Regions from separate parts of the Mus musculus genome. Here region 1 is linked to region 2. Evidence: chromatin contacts called from public HiChIP or PLAC-seq data. All regions are on one chromosome and are shown on one strand. The core of a region is the stretch at or near the end of the contact, and the rest is flanking DNA. Distances in the headings are between cores, read along the strand shown. Region 1 has its middle 39 kb from the start of Tcf7l1. Region 2 holds the start of Tgoln1 (trans-golgi network protein).

The links. HiChIP or PLAC-seq counts read pairs in DNA pulled down with a chosen protein or histone mark.
Region 1: a contact with region 2 is called in an H3K27ac HiChIP or PLAC-seq map of embryonic stem cells, with 18 read pairs. The contact joins the enhancer-like site here to the promoter of Tgoln1 in region 2. A contact is called at or near these places in 15 of 39 promoter capture datasets (the 3T3-L1 cell line, the C10 cell line, HPC-7-derived erythroid cells and 9 more), 3 of 15 datasets of contacts at CTCF or cohesin (embryonic stem cells and stem cell-derived epiblast-like cells), 24 of 484 Hi-C or Micro-C datasets (the C2C12 cell line, the HL-1 cell line, the MC3T3-E1 cell line and 10 more), 35 of 115 datasets of contacts at active chromatin or transcription factors (the HL-1 cell line, the NIH/3T3 cell line, the SCID.adh cell line and 23 more) and 4 of 9 other capture datasets (adipose tissue, embryonic stem cells, liver and 1 more).

The regions. Positions count from the first base shown.
Region 1 is chr6:72,825,559-72,830,478 of GRCm38.p6, forward strand. No RefSeq gene overlaps it. Among named protein-coding and RNA genes, the nearest start is that of Tcf7l1, 39 kb to the left of the region's middle. Within about 2 kb of position 3,188, at least 8 of the 459 cell types and tissues checked have an H3K27ac peak or open chromatin away from gene starts, as enhancers often do. A contact at or near this core is called in differentiating embryonic stem cells and embryonic stem cells, where this site is marked.
Region 2 is chr6:72,613,146-72,618,526 of GRCm38.p6, forward strand. It overlaps Tgoln1 (trans-golgi network protein), which reads right to left and starts at 3,855. Exons shown (of 4, transcript NM_009443.3): 1 at 3,532-3,855; 2 at 2,379-3,304; 3 at 927-1,010. The coding sequence starts at 3,577.

The DNA of each region.
Region 1 (4,920 bases), core at 1,938-4,437, 210 kb after region 2:
TGGAAGTCAGTCTGGAATATTCATGAGTTGCAGAGCCTCATGCCCTCCAGCCCGCAGGGCTACACCACCCCTCCCAGCGCCCCCCGCCCCTCATTCCATCCCCCTGGCACGTGCTCCTCACTGCCTTCTGTCCAGACACCAGGAGCCCGCACCTCTCCCAGCTCCGCATCTCTCTCAAGAAGCTACTTGTAGTCTTGCAACATGCTGGACCTGCCTGTCATCGTTTTGGTTTGCAAATCGAACCTGTGAAAAGCTTCTTGCCCTGTGTGATATTAAAAACCAGGTGTAGACACTGCTTTGTCTGACATGGCGAGAAGTTGCCGCAGCCATAGTTGTCGGTTTGATTCAACTCTGTCGATGTCTCTACTGTTACTCCACAAATAAAGGCAAAAAAAAAAAAAAAAAAAAAAAAAAAAAATCAGCTTTTTCCATTGGGAAGGGAAAAGACCGTTATTTTTTTGCCAGATGTTCAGGAACAAGGACCTTGTTAGTTATTCGTGTGTATGTGGAGTTGTGTGTATCAGTAGAGATGTGCATAGAGGCGTTGGATCTCCTGAAGGTGGAGTTGCATGCAGGCTCTTGTGAGGCACCCAAAGTGGGAGCTGGGTACTAGTCCTTTGCAAGAGCCATATGTGCTCAACTGACAATGCTAAGCTAGCTCCTAGCGGGGCTCATTAAGAGAAGCGGGGTGGGCTCATGGATCCAAATCCAGTCTTAGTTACCCCCAACTTGGCAAGTTGAAAGGCCACTTCTGGGCAGTAAAGCCCCTGGCTCCCTCCCAAGGACCTGGTCACTATCCTCTTCTCTTGGTTCTGCTCTCCGTGGGACAGGGACAAATCTGAGGATCGTGACCACTCCCTTCTCACTGGGCTCAGTCAGCAGAGAATGGGGGCTGTCAGCAGAATCAGAATAGTGAAAGGGGTGCGGAGGGGCAAGTGGGGATCCTAATGAAGGAAGAGGTGTCATGGGTAACAGGACCCCGGACCATAGAGTGACTGACACCATGTTAGAGGTACCATTCTGACTTTAAAACCCAGCATGTAGGCTCCAACAGCTGACGAGCTGTTCATAGTTCCAGGAAAGTCCCCAAATAAAAAGTATCTGAAAGTGCTAACTTTGCTTTTTGGCTTTTGTAGTTCTGTGTCCTTCTAACTGAAGTGTGACAACCAGAATATAGTGTTTATATGTAAAAGACATGTACAGGGCACGGCATGTAAGGCTTGGGGCTGCAGGATGTGGGCAAGTTCTCCGTGCAGTCACCGGCCAGCTATAAGAGCTTTTCCTGGCTTTAACAGTCTTAGTGTGGTACTCTCTGGTGGGCATCTGGTACTTACAGCATTGGGGATGCTCTGAGCCTGAGCACCAGAGTCCATCCACAGGGAGGTTCTAGAGGAAGCATCGGTTTGACACTTGTCCTTAGGTCATGTCTGGCCTCTGAGCTCTACTCTCCACATCTGTAAAACGGTACCACAATGCCTTCCTTAAAGGTGTATCGGGAAGACCCCATGGCATGGCATGCGACTGCAGGGTGCCGAGCGGAGCACAGCATGGTAAGTGATGCGGAAATAAACCCTGAGAGGATAGTTTTTCACATTTTTTTTTCCCCTTCAAGACTGGGCCTCGGGGGCTGGTGAGATGGCTCAGTGGGTAAGAGCACCCTACTGTTCTTCCGAAGGTCCAGAGTTCAAATCCCAGCAACCACATGGTGGCTCACAGCCATCTGTAACAAGATCTGACGCCCTCTTCTGGAGTGTCTGAAGACAGCTACAGTGTACTTACATATAGTAAATAAATAAATCTTAAAAAAAAAAAAAAAAAGACTGGGCCTCATTATATAGCCTTGGCTGGCCTAGAACACTCTATGTAGACCAGGCTGGCCTCAGACTCACATGTTCTCTACCTCCCATGATGGGATTAAAGGTGTGTGCCATCACAGCTCAGCCTTTTTTGTCTCTCACCACCACCCCCTCCCCCCCTTTTGGGTTTTGAGAATGGTTCTCACTCTGTAGTCAAGGCTGGCCTGGAACTCATGGTCCTCTCACCTTACCTTATCCCTCTCTGGGATGTCAGGTGTGCTGGGATGTCAGGTGTGCTGGGATGTCAGGTGTGCTGGGATGTCAGGTGTGCTGGGATGACTGATAAGTGTGCTGGGATGTCAGGTGTGCTGGGATGACTGATAAGTGTGCTGGGATGACAGGTGTGCTAGGATGACTGACAGGTGTGCTGGGATGACTGTCAGGTGTGCTAGGATGACTGACAGGTGTGCTAGGATGACTGACTGACAGGTGTGCTGGCATGACAGGTGTGCTGGGATGACAGATGAGTGTTTCCATTTTCTGAAAAGATTTTTGTTGTTGTTTTTTTCTCATTTTTTGGTTTATTTATTTGTTTACTTATTTACTTAATTTTAACAAGATCTTTCTACATAACCTGTTATGGAACTCACTACATAGACCAGGCTGACCTTGAACTTAAGAGATCTGCCTGCCTCTCTCTCCCAAGTGCTGGAATTAAAGCTGTGTGTTACCATGCCCTGCCTAAAAAAGATTTTTTAATTGGTCAACACGACTTCTCTTGAAAGGTGGGCCCTCGATTAAGAAACTGACCAGAAAGATTATAAAGCCATGGGAGGCTGGGGGCTCTGACAGGCTTGACAGTGGCAGCAGATGTCTTTTCCTAAGCTAAAGTCCCCACCTCCCTGTAGTCTCCCCTCCCCCAGCCTGAAACCTGCTTGCTCAGGGGTGGAGCTTCCTGCTCATTCGTTCTGCCACGCCCACTGCTGGAACCTGCCGCTTTGCTGTTTGGAGCCACACACGTGCTCACCTTTCTACTGGATCAGAGATTATTCGGCGGGAATCGGGTCCCCTCCCCCTTCCTTCATAACTAGTGTCGCAACAATAAAATTTGAGTTTTGATCAGAATGAATTTGTCTTAGCTCCGTTTCTTCTTTCGCCCCCTAGATTCCTCTCTTACAGCTTGAGTAGCCATATCAGTCGAACCGTTCACGTTACGAGCTGCTGGCGGCCGCAACACCTCCCTATTCCCTTTTCATTGAGACCTGTATGTGTGATGTATGTGGATATGTGTGCAAAGGTATCTGGGGGCCAGAAGAGCATATCTGGTGTCCTGCTCTACCACTCTGCCTTATTCCCAGAGACAGGGCCTCTCACTGAACCTGGAGATAGACTGGCTGCCAGCAAGCCATAACAATCCCCCATGTTTGTCCCTCACAGCACTGAGGCTACCCACATAGCAGTGTATAGCTTTTTATGTGGGGTCTAAGAATTTGAACTCAGATCCTCTGTGGGTCAGCCCTATTTTCCTCTCCGGGAAGAAATAAGGCCCAGACTGAACTACCACTAAAGAGCAACATCAGGGCTGGGCTGACTGCTCAATGCTTAAGACTGAACACTGCTCTTGTGTAGGACCCCAGTGTGGTTCCCAGGACCTATGTCAGGCTGTTCCTAGCCTCCTGTAACCTCAGTCCCAGTTAACTGCTGCCCTCTTCTGGCATCCACAGGCACTACACTCATGTGCGTCCACATTTGCACCTAAGTAAAAGATGAAACAAAGGCTCCAGGGGCTGAGGGGAAGGGAGGAGAAGGGACATTTGTTTGCTTGCTTGTTTGTGGCACTGGAGTTTGAACCCAGAGCATCTCACACACTAGGCAAGCACGGTCTCCTTGGGCTAAGTTCCTGCCTAGGAGGATTTTGTTGTTTCTTAAATCTTTCTCTTCCCATTGCCTGTAAAGTCTCAAACCTAGGACAAATGGCTGAGGTACCTATTTAACATATCAAAGTGGACCTGGCTGCCAGGTTCTCCCAGCATCCCTCAGTCCCTACCTGTCACAGGATATAGCGGGCTTTGAGTTCACAAATGCTCAAGCTACACCCAGTGTGGCACACAGTCTCCTTCTGTGGAAACGTAGAACTCTGGGTTCCTACAGCACCATGTATGCCTGCACGTGGTTAAGTTCCCCACCATGATTGATGATAATGGATCAAACCTCTGAAACTGTAAGCCAGCTCCAATTAAATGTTTTCTTTTAGAAGAGTTGCCTTGGTCATGGTGTCTCTTCATAGCAATGAAACCCTAAGACATTCTCCTTCCAGAATTTTCTCAAGGGCTTTTTACATACTAGATGAAACATTTTACAAAGTGAGCTCTATCCCCAGAACTGCCTCCAACTTTGCATTTAAAAATTACTATTTATTTATACATCATTATGATGATGATGATGATGATGATGTTGGTTTTTCGAGACAGGGTTTCTCTGCATAGCTCTGGCTGTCCTGGAACTCACTTTGTAGACCAGGCTGGCCTCAAACTCAGAAATCTGCCTGCCTCTGCCTCCAAGTGTGCCACCACTGCCCGGCTTATTTATACTTTAAATTTTAGTTTTATTTTGTGTGCATGGGTGTGTTGCCTATTTGTCTGTCTGTCTACCACATGCATGCTTAATGCCTGCAGAGGCCAGAAGAAGGTGTCAGATCCTTAGAATGGAGCTACAGTTACAAGCCACCACGTATGTGCTGGGAATTGAACCTGGGTCCTTTGCAAGAGCAGCCAGTGCTTTTAGCCACTAAGCTATCTCTCCAGCCTTATTACTTATTTACTTTGATATCTTTGGAGACAGATTCTCTTTACATAGCCCTGGCTATCCTGGAACTCACTATGTAGATTGGATTGGCCTCAAACTCAGATCTGCCTGTCTCTGCCTCCTGAGTGCTGGCATTAAAAGCCTGTGCCACCACACCTGTGGCCCTTCCCCCCAATTATTTCTCTATGTTCTCATTAGTGCAGTGCTTGAAGTCAGAAGAAGATAACAGATACCCTCAGCTTGAGTTCCAGATGGTTGTGAGCCACCCTGTGTGGGTGCTGTGTCCTGTCCCCAGGAATAGGAGAACACCATCTTAACT
Region 2 (5,381 bases), core at 2,605-5,104:
TACTGGCTTCTACTTTATACTCTCTTATATTATTCTGAATAATTTTCATGCGTATTGCTTTCTTCCTACTAAAACAAAATTAAGGAGGAAAAAATGTTAAAGTCAATTATGAAGGAAAGTAGCAGAGCTAGAGCTAACTGTGAGGCTGACCTATTTTTGACACGTGTTCTGAGCTGAGTGGGTTACTCTATACTGCTGTGAACTCTTCCATGTAGGAACCATTCCCATCTCAGTCATCAACTGTTCTTTGTCACTGTCCTTCTTGTTGCTTAACAGAACAGAGCAGGTGCCTGTTGTAGCCACCTACTATGACTATACAGTTGTCTGTGGGGAGAACCTTCTTCAGCTCCTGCTACTGTTGGAGGGGAAAAGGCTCCTCTCCTGGCAGAGGCAGACTGGCCACAATCAGGAGGACCAGCCCACAGTGAGTTTGCTTGAGGCCTATGTGCTTCTGTGCTCATATGCTTTGAGGGAGTTGTGAGCTAGGGCTTTGCTGCCCAAAGTGTGGCCGAGCAGCCTTTGGTGATCCCGCCAAAATGAGGATGGATAGGTTCTATGCCATACTCAGTGAATCAGACTTGGCTTTTATCACAATATTCAGTGTTTATCACAGTATTTGTGTGACCAGAGCTCAAATAGTGAACAAAGTGTTTAAAAGTGTACAGAGTTACTATCAGGTGCTAGTGTTGTCTCTGAATGAAAACTTAGGAAGAAAACAGATAGAAATCACATTTCCACGCAGATCTGTTTACCTGTCAAATGTGAAAATACTGAAAGACCTCTTTATCTCTACCTTTGTAGATACATATGTAGGGTATGGATGGTCCTATTTGCCATCAAGGGCTAGGGACAATGGCTGCAGCATGCCCAGAATTGGCCCAACTGAGGCTGCATATCCCTCCTAGACCTGGCTTCTCCTTCCTTACCTTTAGGTTCAAACGTTGGTAGTCACTGGCCTTTGGCCTCCGAGTGACTTTGGATCTTTTCCCTTCCAGAGCAAAAGCAATAATCTGAGGGAAGGACAAAGAAAACAGAATAACATTTGACTCTGTAATGCTGTACTTCATTCAGTTCCTGAAATCAGAAGCACTTACCTAGATCCACAGAGAGGCCTATTTAAATCACACACACACACACACACACACACACACCCCACACACACTTTCTTTCCAGTGCTGGAGTGCAATCGTGGCATTGTGGATACTAGGCGAATGCTGTGCCAAGCATGTGATATGTGATATAGCACTATAGTAGAACAACTGTCTAGCATGCAGGTCACCTGTGTTCAACCTCCAACACCACAAAAGTAATAAATTGTAAAGATTTTAAAAGGGTTTGGTTATAACAAAATCCTTTATACTACTTAATAGGGACCAAGAGAGCAGGGTGGTGGTGATGCCTTTAATCCTAGCACTCGGGAGGCAGAGGGAGGCGGATTTCTGAGTTCGAGGCCAGCCTGGTCTACAGAGTGAGTTCCAGGGCAGCCAGGGCTATACAGAAAAACCCTGTCTTGAAAAAAAAAAAAAAAAAGGACCACGAGATGGAGGCTGAGGCCCGTGGAAATCTTTATGGCTTAACTGTGGGGCTAGAGTTAAAGGTCTACCAGTTCTTTTGCCAGAGTTCTAGGTTTAAGCAGGGTGGGGATAATTACTGATTGTTTCCTATCCACAAACACTTGCTTTGTGCCCACACATTGTTTCAACAACTTTTCTCTAATTTACTGCTCTCAACATGGACATTTAGATGTAAATGAAGAATGTACACTCTCCATTCTTTATGCCCAAAGGCTATCACAAATTGAACTCTTCAATAAGTCAAGTTACTGAAATTGTCTTCTAAATCTCATGGCTCAGTAGGAAATACAATAATTTTGTCATATAGAGTTGTTTCTAAAGTTGTTTCATGGGTAACACTTTAACCCCAAAGATGTGTACATTTGTGCAATTTCAACTCTTGTTGGTTGGCTTTCTACTTTTGGTGTTAGTAACTATGTAACTGAAAACATTCTTCCTGCCTCCAGATGGAAGATGGTTGGTATAGAAGCTAGAAATGGTAAACTATCTTAAGCCTGGAAAAGGGGGAAGAGGTCTACATATCAAGAGGCTGGGAATGATCTGAGTTCCAAGTTAGGGGAGGGGAATTACAGTTAGGTCAGGTCATGACTCACGTCCAACTTGGCACTTTACAGCAGAACTGAGAGGAAACAAGTCACATGATGAAAACACCTGATTTACAAAACTTAGTTTTATAAGCCCCAGCAGGGTCTATGGAAAAAACAAGATGATCTTAAAATTCTCAAAGCTCACAGGCAGATGAGTGACAGATAGCTGTCCATGAACAAAGAACTTAGGGTCCTGGAAATCCCAGTCCCCTCTTACCTTTCGTTTGTTGTGGTAAGCAATATAGAGGACAGCAACAAGAACAGCAGCGGTCACTAGATATGCAAAGAAGTGGCTGCTCTCTGCACTGGTGTTTCCAGAACTGTCCTTATAAAGATCATCCTTCTCATTCTTCATAGAGTCTGTAAGTGTCCCCTCTTGGTTCTCACTGGAGGAAGGGCCCGGCACCTTTTCATTCTCTTCTTCAAGTGGTGAGCCTTCTTCCGGCTCTGTGTCACCCTCTTCAATCTCCTTGGTTTCCACGTCTTCAGTAGGCTCTGAAGACTTATCTCCTTTCTCTGGCTTTAAAGAGAAGTCAGAGTCCCCTGCCAGTGTTTCCCCAGATTCAGTTTTGGAAGTAAGTGTTGGTTTTTGTCCTTTTTCAGTTGGCTGGACTTTGTCAGTCTTCGAAGTCTCCGTATCTGGGGAGATTTTGGAGGTGGGCTTGTCCAAATCAACTTTCGTGGACTTGCCAGAATCATCTTCTGTGGCCTTATTCGAACCAGCTTCTGTGGGCTTGCCAGAATCACCTCCTGTGGGCTTGCCAGAATTACCTCCTGTGGGCTTGCCTGAATCTTCTGTGGAGCTCTGATCAGACTTTTCCAGTTTGGGGTTGACTGGTGAGAGGGGCCGCGCAGTTTCGTTCAACTCGGCATCCGTTTTCTCGGGCTGCCTTCTGGAATCACCCAAACTGTGATCGGTCGCGGCGGTCCGCGGCCCAGATTCCGCCTTACTGGAAACTGCTGCCAAAGTCGTCTTGTCCTGGTCTTTTTTATCTGACTTCTGCCCCTGACCGTCGGTCGGCCTTGTAGTCTTTACCTGGTTAGAAGAAGGCAGGGGAGTGGAGGACTGTTTGGAAGGCTGATTCGGAGGATTCTGAGAGTCACCTGAGTCGGCGTCTCTCTTATAAACGGACGGCAGAGCTCCTGAAACAAACAGAAAAAACAAAAAACAAAAAACAGTAAGTCCTCGGAAGAAGAGAAGCGGGCTTGACTTCTGAGAGCCTAGCGGGGATGGCCGAATGGGAAAGCGGAGATGGCTAGAGCAGGGTCGGGCCAGACAAGAAAGACGCCGGCTCCCGTAGCGACCCACCAAGGTGAGGAATGGGGAACCTAAAGGGGAGAGTGAGCTGGGCTGGGGTGGGGGTCCTTACTCGCCACCGCGACACTCAGCAGGAGCAACGCAACCTGGAACCGCATCCTGCAGTCTGCGCTTCCGCCCTCTGATGACGTGAGAGCGGCGCACGAGATTTTCCCGAGCGTGGCCCCTCCCTTTCCGGCGGACTGTTTCTCTTCCGGCGCAGCCCCGCCTTAGGGGTGGGGCTACCGGGCGACAGCAGCCGTTGTCTGTGTGTTCCGGTAGAGTGCCGGAAGTCAAGTCCAGCTCTTTATTCCCCCCCAAGTCCCTTCTGTTTCTCAGCAGTCTGCGGGGCTCGGCGATCTCGTTCTTGTTCACTTGGCCTCGTTTTTCGGAAGCTGTTGCGACCGGCAGGTGCTGCGTCGCCTTCGCTGCTTATGATGTAGGGTCGTGGGGCCGGGCGCCTCTTTGTCGCATCCTCTGCTCGTGTTTCCAACCTCTCCGTTGCCGATGCTGCTTTCTCACTTCACAAACAAATGTACTCTCTTCAGCACTTGCCCATCTAGAAGCAAACACATTTCATCCTGATCCTAATCCCTTTCTTGGCTGTATCCAGGGCCCTCTGAATTTACCAAGGTTTTTGATTTCTTGTTTGTTCTTCTGAATTTCTATGTGTTTGAAACCATATTGCTATGTGGGCACCTGCTGCCTCCTGAGTGTTTGGGATTACAGGTGCCTCACCACGCCCCTGTTGGGCTATTTATTTATTTAAGAAATAAAATATCAAAGATTTACTATTTTTATTTGTGTATGTGTGTCTGCCACCTGTGTGTAGGTGCTCTTGGAGGCTAGATGAGGGCATCAGATGCCCTAGAGCTAGAGCTTCAAGCGTTTCAAACTCTGTGGGTGTTGGAAACTGAACTCTGTTCCTGTGGGAGAGCAACAAGCCCTGAGCCATCTCTCCAATCCAGGAAGTAAGGTACTTTGTTACTCAAACAGGAAGACCTTGAGTTTCTGATCTTCCTACTGGACTACTGGCTTGTGTCTCCAATTTATGTGGTACTAGCAATCAAATCGTGGTTCTATGCACACTAGACAAACACTCTTGTCTCATTCACCACATATATATTCTTTTTCTTTCCAAGACAGGGTTCTTCTGTTTAACAGAACTCGCTCTGTAGACCAGGCTAGCCTTGCAATCACAGAGATCCACCTACCTCTGCCTCTTGAGTGCTGGGGTTAAAGACATGCACCACCACACCACACAAGCAACACATTCTTTTTTTTTTTTTTAAGGTTTATTTTATTTATTATATGTGAGTACACTGTAGCTGTCACCAGACACTGGAAGAGGGAATCAGGTCTTGTTACAGATGATTGTGAGCCACCATATGGTTGCTGGGATTTGAGCTCAGTACCTCTGGAAGAGCAGTCAGTGGTGCTCTTAACTGCTGAGTTATCACTCCAGCCCAAGCAACACATTCTTATAATGCAAACAACAAAATAGAATTTTAAAAGAAATATACTTAAAAAAACTTTTTTTAGAGAGCCAGGTGATGGTGGGACACAACATTAGTCCCAGCACACAGGAGGCAGAGGCAGGCAAATCTCTGAATCAGGCCAGCCTGATCTACAGAGTGAGTTCCAGGATAGCCAGGGTTACACAGAGAAACTCTGTCTTGAAAAACAACAGCAACAGACATCTTTAGTGTCTAGGGAGATGGTTCAGTGCTTAAGAACACTGACTACTCTTCCGGAGGACCCACATTCCATTCCTGGAGCCCACAAGCCACCCGACAACGGTCTATAATTCCAGTTTCAGGAGACCTGACATCGTCTTTTGGCCCACAGTCACTGCACACATGAGGTGTAGAGACATACATGTCAGTAAAACATACACCCACTTTAAATGTGCTTGCTCTCTGC